Linked DNA regions of Hordeum vulgare: region 2 is linked to region 1. A link is a contact called in public Hi-C data. All regions are on one chromosome and are shown on one strand. Each heading gives the region's core, a stretch centred on a gene start, on an enhancer-like site or on the middle of the called end of the contact. The rest is flanking DNA. Distances are from core to core; before and after follow the strand shown.

Evidence for each region. A called contact is a pair of places that touch in the nucleus more often than the background predicts.
Region 2: a contact with region 1 is called in a Hi-C map of leaf, with 1.7 times the contacts expected there. The contact joins the promoter of LOC123400117 here to the promoter of LOC123400112 in region 1. A contact is called at or near these places in 2 of 6 Hi-C or Micro-C datasets (both in leaf).

The regions. Positions count from the first base shown.
Region 1 is chr5H:502,359,478-502,364,741 of MorexV3_pseudomolecules_assembly, forward strand. It overlaps LOC123400112, which reads left to right and starts at 2,557. Exons shown (of 3, transcript XM_045094524.1): 1 at 2,557-2,830. The coding sequence starts at 2,609.
Region 2 is chr5H:502,621,898-502,627,161 of MorexV3_pseudomolecules_assembly, forward strand. LOC123400117 reads left to right here and starts at 2,621. Exons shown (of 3, transcript XM_045094528.1): 1 at 2,621-2,752; 2 at 2,844-4,079; 3 at 4,184-4,433. The coding sequence starts at 2,879. The coding sequence ends at 4,245. LOC123400118 (E3 ubiquitin ligase BIG BROTHER-related-like) reads left to right here. Exons shown (of 7, transcript XM_045094529.1): 7 at 1,987-2,358. The coding sequence ends at 2,040.

The DNA.
Region 1 (5,264 bases), core at 1,307-3,806:
GCCTGTCTGGGACCAGTTGAGCGGAGTACGACACTTCCTGCCATAGAGAATTTCAAACGGAGCCTTGCCAACCACTCTAGGACCAGGTGGCGGCGAAGCTCACCGCAAAGGAGGTGTGGGACTCTCTCAAGGTGCGCTTCGTCGGAGCCGATCGCGTGCGGGTGGCGCGGCTGGCGCGGCTGGCCACGCTCCGCGGCAACTTCGAGCGGCTGCGAATGGACGACGGCGAGTCCCTGGACGCGTTTGCCGGGAAGATCAGTGGGATGGTGGCGCGGTACGCGGGACTTGGATCGAGCCTGGAGGACGCCGCGATGGTGAAGAAGTCGCTCGACGCCGTGCCGGATCGCTTGTACGCGGCGGTGGGCGGCATAGAGCAATTCTGCGACGTGTCTACCATGATATTCGAGGACGCGCTCGGCCGGTTGAAGGCTTTCGACGAACGGCTACGTCGACGCGGGCACGACGGTGTTGATCATGGCAGAGAGCAGCTCATGCTCACCGCAGAGCAGTGGCACGCGCGGGAGCGTCGGCGGGGCGGTGCGCGGGGCGACGACGACGACGACAGGAGTGTGGCGTCGCGTGCCCGAGGGAATCGTCGCGGGTGTTGCTACGAGTGCAACGAGCGCGGCCACTTCAAGCGGGAGTGTGCGAGGCGGGAGAAAGCGACGGCGCCGGAGCAAGCCGTGCTGGGGGAGACCGTCGACGACGAGCCAAGACTCCTCTAGGCCACGGCTTAGGGGGTGAGTATTGCGTTGGAATAAGCCGCGGCGGCAAGCTCGCGCGTGTGGTGCGTGTATGGGCGTGCACCGGATGCATCTCGCGCGTCGTGTTCGTGGCAGTGCGTGCGTGATGTGCTCGGGCCGCCAGGGTAGGGTGGCGCCGTGCGCGCGGGTGTGTGTTACACACTAGGTCCAGGGGTGAGCGCAGCGATCAGGAGTGTTCGGTGCGTCGCGGACGTTGCGGGAGCGCGCAAAGGACGCGGCCACAGCGTGCTGGGTCGTGGGCGCGAGCAGGCAGGAGCGAGGAGAACGTGTCCATCGTGTGCGTGGGTATAAAACCCGTGTGTTAGACATTGTAACACGCGGGGTGGAGTTCGAGCTCACCGGAATATAAGGGTTGCCGTTCGGGCTGCAAGGTGTTCGTGCACCGGCAAAATCTGTGTATTGCCTCTTCCTCTCTCCTTTCTTGTCTCCGGTGATCACCATCGGTGGGTGGTTCCATTTTTGTCCCGACATGTAGTCCCTCGCCGGCGCCTCGACGTCCACGCCGGCCGGCACTCGCACATCGCCGAAGTCCACGGCTCGGGCAACGCCCTGCTCGATGTCCTTCTGTCCCAGCGGATACAGCTTCGCGAACTTGTTGCTCTCTGCTGCCACATAGACAGGCTTGCCCATGGCGTGAGCCACCAGGGCGACCTGGTACGTGCCAACGGCGCCGACCACGCCGCCGGTCTCGGCGACCAAGTCGGCGCCTAACAGCACCACGTCAACCTGGGCCATCGAGTAGGCCACCGCCGAGTCGAGCAGGACCCTCGCCGGCACCCCGGCCGCCGCAAGTTCGCCGGCCAGCCTGAGCCCCGCGCCGTCCGGCCTACCCTCTGCAATTATAGGCTCCAAGGTTTATTAGCAATGTCATGGAGGTCCTGTGCGTGATAATGATGCGTGCCTGCGCTGCGTACCTGTGCATAGGACGAGGAGGCGCTTGCCGCTGGTGCCGGCAAGCCGGAGAGCGTCGAGCACGGGCGCCGAGTGGCCGTGCACCAGCACGGTGCAGCCGTCCAGCAAGAAGTCCTGGCAGAGCGTGGCGATGGTCCCGCGCGCGCCTCGGCAGATGTCCCCGAATCTTGTGGCGCGGCCGACCACTCGGCGCTTGACGGCGGAGGACGGGGCGGGCTGATCATCGGCGCCGCCGCCGCCGCGCCGTAAGTACTGGACGAACATGCCGCAGGCCGCCGAGAGCGCGCCGTACGGTTCGCTATCCAGACACTGCAGGTAATTCATTCATCAACGTGTCGATCACGCATATGCATAAAACCATACGATAACGCGTGTGAAAGAAAAAATTGATTGGAAACCGGATCGGCAGGGATCAAGGGCCGACCTTGAGTTCCTCCGCGGCCGCCTTGACCTCGGCTTGGAGCCCCGCCATGGAGTCGGCCTTGCTGGACCGGACGGCGTCGACGAGCGCCATGACCGCCGCCACGGCCTCGTCGGCCCCCTCTTTCTTCCACCGGTCCAAGCATCCAGCGGCCATTGTCGACGCGGCAGAGGGAGAAGCAGTGACACGATTCATGGAGAGGGTTATTGTTGTTGCAGCTAAAGGATTCATGGAGAGGCGCCATGGTTTCCGTCGGTGGACGACGATCGATCCGGCTTACAGCGTCGTGGTTTCCATCGTGGGCTGCGAATCCTTTTCTCCGCCGGCAAGTTTTGTTTTTTTTATAACTACCGCCGGCAAGTAGTATAAGGTATGTTTTGTTTGGGCCATGATTCGAGTTCTTTAGGCCCAGCCCAGCCCAGCCCAGCTTCAAAGGGACCTGTGTCGTGAACGAACCCTAATAACAAACGATGTGTACCACGCATACGAAAATCCGCCGCCAGGGAACACAATGGACATTCCGCTCCCGGGCGGGGGCGGCGAGGTCTCGGAGGACTACTCCCCGGCGGCCACCGTCGTCCCCTTCAACCCGCCGCTCCCTCTGCTTCGCGCGCCAGTCCCTTCCTCTTCCTCCGCCTCCACCGACCCCATGCCCGTCCTCGCCTTCCGCGACGCCGCGAGCTGGCGAGCCGCCTGGGAGGCTGCCGAGGCCAGCCTCTTCTCCCAGTGCGAGGTACCCTCTCATCTCATCTCATCTCATGTCCATCCATGTTCCCTCTCGGCTGTCGCCAACCTAATTAATCAATCTGCGTCTGTTAGGCATGCCTGAATCATCACATGACGAGATGCCGATTGTTTACACTTACTTTGACGCCGGTTGTTTAGATCTGTAAGGCAGACACTGATTGCAGATCGCCTAGCAGTAGCACTAGAAGCATTTGCCTCTTTTGTTCTTGCAGCTGGCCGAGCTGCCTTGCGCTAGTCAATGCCAGGCAGCAAGTTTAGCAGCTGCGTACATCAAACAGTGCGGATAAGCTCCTGACTAGTACCCAAGATTGCTTGCTACTCCGGGGTTTCCATAACATGCCATATATTCCGCGTGCGTGTTTTACTTCTGCGGTGCTTTGCTATGCTAATTCTCAGTAAACCGACATGTTCTTGGTTCTCAATTGATTTCTTGGCTGACTGAGACATATATAGACGGACCCTGTTTACCAGTTGTTTTTTGTTCTTTAATTAATATCTGGGGAGACGAGGAATGTTTGCTTTTGCAGCTGGCCGAGCTGACTTGCCCTAGTTCTGCTAGTCGGTAAATTTCTCAGCTGCGAACAGTGAAGAGAGCAAAAAAAAATGATGGCTAGCTGCTTAACTTTAGCTGTCTTGGCTGGTGATGTTCTACAGTTGAGTTTGCAAATGAAGTGCACCTTTTGTGTTGTTGTTTTGTTTTGTGGAGAAATTGCTAATAACAAGATTAGGATCTTGCAAGTTTGCATCTACTATAGATGCCAAGATTAAATCGCATGTGGTTGTATAGTTGTATGTTTTATGTATATATATATATATGTTGTATTGTGCGATTAAGCATTTGAAGTGCACCCTTCAGTTTCCACCTTCAGACTTCTTACTGTCAGAATTCTTGATGCGGCAAGAGTAAATCTGATTTAGCTGGAGCAAATATACCGTGTATGCTGGTTAGTGTATCTGGCCATCTCTCGGTCCGGGCCGGGCTTCGGGCCGGGCCAGAGCAAGCCCGACGCAGAAAACCTAGGCCCTAGCTTGGGCTGGCCCAGCCTTTGGGCCTAGATTTCAGGCCCAGGCCCAGGCCCGGCCCATCACTGCTAATTTCCGTCTGGCTTCGGGCCTCTGGCTGGGTCCCTTCCTTAAAACGCAAAAACAGCAAGCCCAGGCCCGGCCAAAATACTCTCCGGGCTCAAAATTCAGGCGTGCGCCTGGCCCATGGGCAAGATCGGGCCGGGCCGGGTCGGGCTTTTTCGGGCCGGGCTGCCCATGGCTACATTAATTGTGAATTTTGTATACAAGTAGAAGCCTTGCATACAAGTGTATCCCATTTGGCTTCTACTTGTATAGGGGATACACTTGTCGTATTAGGGGGATTAAGTATATATGCATTCATCATTCCTAATTGCATACTATACTTAATCCCCCTAAGTGTGAACAATCGATCTTTTCCTGCAAATGGAATGAACATCAGATTTGTTCATCATTTTGCAGGCTGGTGCACGCTCTGGCTGTTCAATCACCGCGACACGGAAATGCAAGCCCCCCTGGTGGAAAGGTTTGTTTGGAGGTGCAACAACCGACTATCAAGAAAGAGAACGATGCGAAGAACGAGAGATGGCTTCTTGTCTTGAATCAGCAAAGGAGGCATGCATTAAGTTTTCAAAGCAAAAATGTGATGCACCATTCCGAGATGCAAGGATTGCCTCTGAAGGTCTCCTTGAAAATACCAATTTTGATGTCTGGAATGCTGGGTGTAACAAAACAGCATCAGGACCCTTGTCTGTTGCAAATAGCCACTACTCATCCAATCCTGCGCTTGGTGGCACAAACTACAAAGGAAGTGACTTGTTAGACAGCTTAGCATCTCAAGACAATAGCAAGTCAGAGTGATTGATGAGTGACCACAGGCGTCAGAGTGGTCCATGCTCAGGAGGTGGCATATGTTCTTTGGAGCTGGATTCATCATCAATGAAATAATGGTATGACATTGTTGATGCTTGTCTTGTCCTATTATTTGGTTTTCTGTTGCTACATTTGACTCTGTGGCAAGAATGAGACTCTGAGTGCGAGGCTTGAGATTAAATGGCTAGCATTCCGAAGTCTGGCGAGATGAAGAAGATTAAGAATATTTGGATGTTGTTTCCTGCTACCGTCTTTGCCGTTTCTGTTGATTTTGATGCTGGGCAAAGGCGGCAAAGGATGCAAAGGTGTACATCAGATGCGTAAGGGGTGTACTGGTGATATCAGTAGCAGTACTGGTGATATGTAATACTATATGTTGATCATTTGTTGCTGTAAATAAACCATGCTGAGCTGATGAAAACCACACTATCAAGTGCCCATATGGTTGTTTTACTTTTATCTTTCAGAAAAATTGCTCATACGTCAAGGACAGCTTTCTGAAACAACCGTGACTACCACCTGCC
Region 2 (5,264 bases), core at 1,371-3,870, 260 kb after region 1:
GGGCGGCTGTGGCACAATATGCACCGGGGAGGTGTCATATGAACAACGTGTGGCAGGGCCGACTGGTGGCGGCGGACAAGGCTAATGTGCAAGTCGCACGATGATGATATGATGAGGATAACCAGGATCACAGAGGTCGGTGCAAGAGTCAGCACAGACATCCTCGCAGGTAGTCATCATGTTCTCCATCCATAGCGCTTGTGTTTGATGCTCAGATGTAATTCACGTTGAACGTACATTTGATATTAGGAGCTAACACCTGAACATTTTCGCTGTCATTTGTGTGTCTACTAGTGCAGTTGCTCGTGGGGGCCAGCTAGTGGCAACCCCGAACGGTCTGAGTAGCTAAGAAGATGAATCTTCTCCTTTCATTCTTCTGTTGGTGGCAACTTTGCAGGAAGTTAATAATTCTTAGATTACTTAAAAAATGAATAAATTCTTAATGTATCTTTACTTAATTGGCTGAGTTGCATTTGCATAGTTTCTGTACTATATTATGTTTTATTTACATCTATGTCTACGGTGAATCTTAAACTTGAAATATATTTTTTAACTCATGAATGAACGAAAATGTTTTTCTTGTCTTAGCAACCTCGGGGCACCCTAAGGCCTTCGTTTTTAGTAAGTAAGAAATGCACCTTATCTGAAGTTTGCTGGCTATAATTCAAGGGTTACTATGCTTGTTAAATTCTTCCTATATAAGAGTTGCTCAACAAGAATATGATCTGTACAACAAATTCTGCTCTGGTAAAGCATTCATCATGCTTATTTTCTGCTTGTAGAAGGAGCATTCGCGCCTTTTTATTTGCTTCTGCTAAAAACATTTGTTCAGTATTAACACCATTATTTTTTTTCGTGTTAATTAGAGAGGTAATTCAAGTTGTCATGTATGATGTCTAAAGGATCGCTTTGCCCTGATAGATGTCTCAAGTAGTTTAGCCAGCAAAGAAGTCGAATTTGAGGTTTCCTCGTGCAAGGGTATTAATCTGACTTCCATAAGGAAACTGTATTAATCTTCCTTGTGCAATGGTATCAATCTGACTTCCATGAGGATAATCTGTTAATCTGCATGTTGTTTCCTTGTTAGTCTACTTAAGCTGTATTCACTGTGGCTCCATGCCAGACTCCTCTACCAGTAGATTGTATCTTGTTGATCCCATGTTAGCAGAGGATTATGTACACACTAGCATAATACCCGTGCGTTGCTACTAAACCACAAAACTGATTGCAGTCGTATTTGATTTGTACTCCCTCCATTTCTAAATATAAGTCCTTTTAGAGATTTCAGTACGGACTACATATGGATGTATAGACATATTTTAAAGTGTAGATTCTTTCATTTTGCTTCGTATGTAGTCCATATTGGAATCTCTAAAAAGACTTATATTTAGGAACGGAGGGAGTAGTATACAACAACCAATGCACTTGTTATTTGACATCATAAAAAGGTAATACACCATAACCATAAAAGGGTAAGAAAAATGTAAAAAAAAAAAACTATAAAAGGGTAAGAACACCATAGCAGTTTAATGAATGGCATGTGTCTGGGCTGGATTTTGAAATTTGGAAGTTAGGAGGAGTGGCGGACGGAGGACGGGGATTGGGGAGGGTGGCTGTGAAAACATTCATTCGCGGATTTGCTGGATGGGTCGTGTTGCAGTAAAAGAAATTGCGTAATGCGGTGTATTGATCAAGTGAGGCGTTGACTTGCTGGTTTGATTGAGCAAGTGAGGGGTCCGAGACTCCGAATTGCATTATTTGCTTTATTATGATTTTCTTTCGCAAACCAAAAGAGGGTCGGGCTGGTGGGTTTGGAGACTCTATTATTACATTTTTTATACAAACCTGATGGATCCTGGGTGGATGAGGGAGTAGGGGTGAACTCACCACCACAACAACCAACTCAGAACTTACAAGACAGTATAGATAGATGTGCAGCTCTTTCAGATTTTAAAGTTTTGACAAGATGTAGTTGACCATGTGCAGGTATGCCCTATGTGCAGTGCAGAAGTTTCTACCTCAGCAAACAAGCAGGCATGACCAACAGTCGTTGGTAAACCAACTTCATCTTCATCAGAAAAGAAAAGAAAAAACGAGATGTTGGCACTTGGTGGGAGTATGTAGTAGCATCGTTGTAGTATCCCTGATGTTTAAGCCAAAGCAGGCAGCAGAAGCTTCTACAGTACAAACTTGCCAGGGGACCCAGGGAAATGGAGCATATTTTTTTTTGCCTTCCGCCGATGCTCTGCGTTCCTTACTCTTGTACACTAACTGTATTGTTACTGTCAGACCATTTTTTTCTCTGTGCCCGGTGTATTTTATGATTATCGCATTAATGCATTGGGATTTAGATATTTATATCTGGAGATAGATATGCAATATGGATGTGCTGGAATATATATATATATATATATATACACACACACACACACACACACACATATCAGAACTAATGAGTATTCCCAGTATTCGCAATTATAGGCAATCAATTATTATTGGCCATTCATTAGTTAGATGTGAATAAATGCGGATCCATTTTGATAAATTATTAGGCGTGAATAAATGCAGATTTATTTTGATAAGTACGAATTAATTTCGTTCCTTTAATAACGTGCTCGGCGATTCTATAAATACCGGTGTGTATCTTCCAACCAGAGCACCCCACATCGGAACAAATTTAATCCTCACAACTCTCAGTCTCAGAATTTTCTCGCTTTCCGTCTCTCGCAAACGAGCCAGAGAAAGATACTAGGTATTTCGGGTTTGTGTGTTCCCGCCGTTCTTGTGATATTTAGGGTTCGTGCAAAGTTCATACAACTAATTATGTTTTCGATTCCTTTCAGTAGTCTTGAAAAAAAAGGGCAACGCCAACGAGGACATGGGACAGCCTGGAGGCCCATCAAGCACCGGAGGCCTTAGGGAGAATCAGGCCCAGCAAAGCAACCCCGTTGGCTACCTCCTCACCGCTTCTTCCTCTATGGACAGAGCGCAGGCCCCTGTGAGGGCATCCTATGAGCATCTCGGGCCTTTCAGAGGTGGCGCACCACGCTTTGGTCTTTCGACTAGGAGAGTCTCCCCTTCCCCTACCCGACGCCCCCAGCTCGGCAATCTCCTCGCCGGTCGTACCGTGCCCGCGCGGAGCAACATTGGCATGGGTCATGGACTGCTCCTCCCCACGCCACCGCACGCGGCGCAAGTACAACGACAGAGGTGCCAGTGCCACCATGCTACTCCAAGGAATGGTGTTTTGCCGCCGTCGCTTGTGCAAGCTCGGAGCACCGACCATTTCACCTTCCAGTCGCCGCAGCCACGCTCCGTGGCACCGGACAGGGGCAACCGCTTCTACCCGCAGTTTCTCGCGCCGCCGCGGCAGGCGGTGCCTGCGCAGTTCCCCGGTGGTCCGGCCCCGACGGCTTCCGGGGTTCTCAACGCTTCGTCGTCACAATCAACCCGAGCACAGAGCGTCTTCCTGCTTAGCTCCGGTCGCCGCGACGCGCTTGCGCGAGAAGCGGCCACCGGAATCATGCAACGGAGAGAGCCGCCGACCCGTCGTGTCGGGGGGGCCTTCCTCGCACAGCTCGCAGGCACCGGATCTGTGCAACGGGGCTTCGATGGCGGTCTCCTCCATGAGCGCCCGCTTCTTGTAGGCACTGCAGGATCCGCGCAACGCGCGATGGGCTTTGGCGACGCTCGTCTCCCACACGGGCAGTCCCTTCTTGCAAGGATCAGGGCCGCGCTGCGCGAGGAGATGATGCGCTTCGACGACGACGTTGATGGCCTCCACAGGCGCACGCTTCTTGCAGGCACCGGGTTCGCGCCTCGTACGGAGCCGATTGGCTTCTTCTACGTAGGTCTCCATACGCGTACGCTTCTTGCAGGCCCCGGATACGTGTCGCGCAGGCAGTGGCAGTCTACGGGCCTCGGGGCTTGCACAGCGCAAATGATGGAGTCATCAGGCGACGACAACCGAGCGGCGGCGGCGGCGGCGGCGACGAGAAATGAGGCCATATTGTGGCGCCGAAATAGGATGGTTAGGATTCAGGGGGACGCGACAAGAGCCCGCGCTGACATCCTTGCAGGTAATTAACCACACCACTACTTCATCCGTCATGTCTGTCCTTTGCTCAAATGCAGGTGCGATCCATGCTGAACTCAACATTTTTCTGCCTTCGTTCTGTTCCAGCTTCTCGTGGCCGTGGGGGACGAGGTGGTGGCAGCCGGGCGCCGCCGGACGGTTGGAACTAGCTAAGGAGACGGATCCTTTGCTAAGGTGTCGATCGACGACGAACATCTTCCAACATGAAAAATGAATTTTAGATGTCCCTTTGCTCTGCTGGAGTTTTACTTAAAATAAATGGTCACCAGACCAATGTCATGTTCCTTTGCTCTGCTGGAGTACAATTTACCAGTTATTATAAGAAGAATTTAATTTTTATCCGTTTCGTGTTTCTTGGTGAAATGCAATTTTGTATATACCTCTTGACTTTTCTTTTCCTTGAATATGTCATTTGTTTATTGTGCAGGGGAATATGTCTGTTAGTGATAGTTTAGATGATAAAAGTTTCGCAAAAAAAGATAATAGTGCGGAGGAAAATTTGGAATATCTCATTGTATAGTTGGCTTCCCTTGATGAACCTAGTGTCGATGTTTGATACCGAGAGTGCTATGGAGTGCTAGCTATTTTGTTCGGAAGGTGTGTGAGTGGTGGAACAGAGTGGCTACAAAGAAGAGACAACACGATCTCTTACATTTTAGGTTTGCACACGAACACGCCACCGTGTATCCTTGATGTGGGGGGCGATGGTGCACTGCATCACATGTTGAAGTAGACTCGTTCCGAAGCGCGGTACGTAAGCAATCTGATAGTCGCTTTTGTAGAACCGAAACACCACATGCCTAGGAGGGAGCCCGTCCATTTGCACGTGGCTATGGGCTGCTCTAGGTCGATCCAACAGCCCCTAGAGTCTCGTGGATAGTTGCTCTGCAATATGAAGAATGAACAAAGAATGAGAGAGCAAGAACAATGCAAGATCTAAAAGTAGGGTAAAAGGTTGTAGATGTGTTTGTTGATTGGGAAACGTTTTACGTCGGCGCGTCGACCAAACATTGGGCCCGTCGCACACCACTCGCGAAGCTCCTCCTCACATGTTCCGGGTACCACACGTCGCTTTCCCACTCCTTATTCCTTATCTCGTCATGTATGTCGCTCCATACACTCGTTTCCTTCTTGCTCTCATGCATTTCCCTTTCTTCCTCTCTCCCTT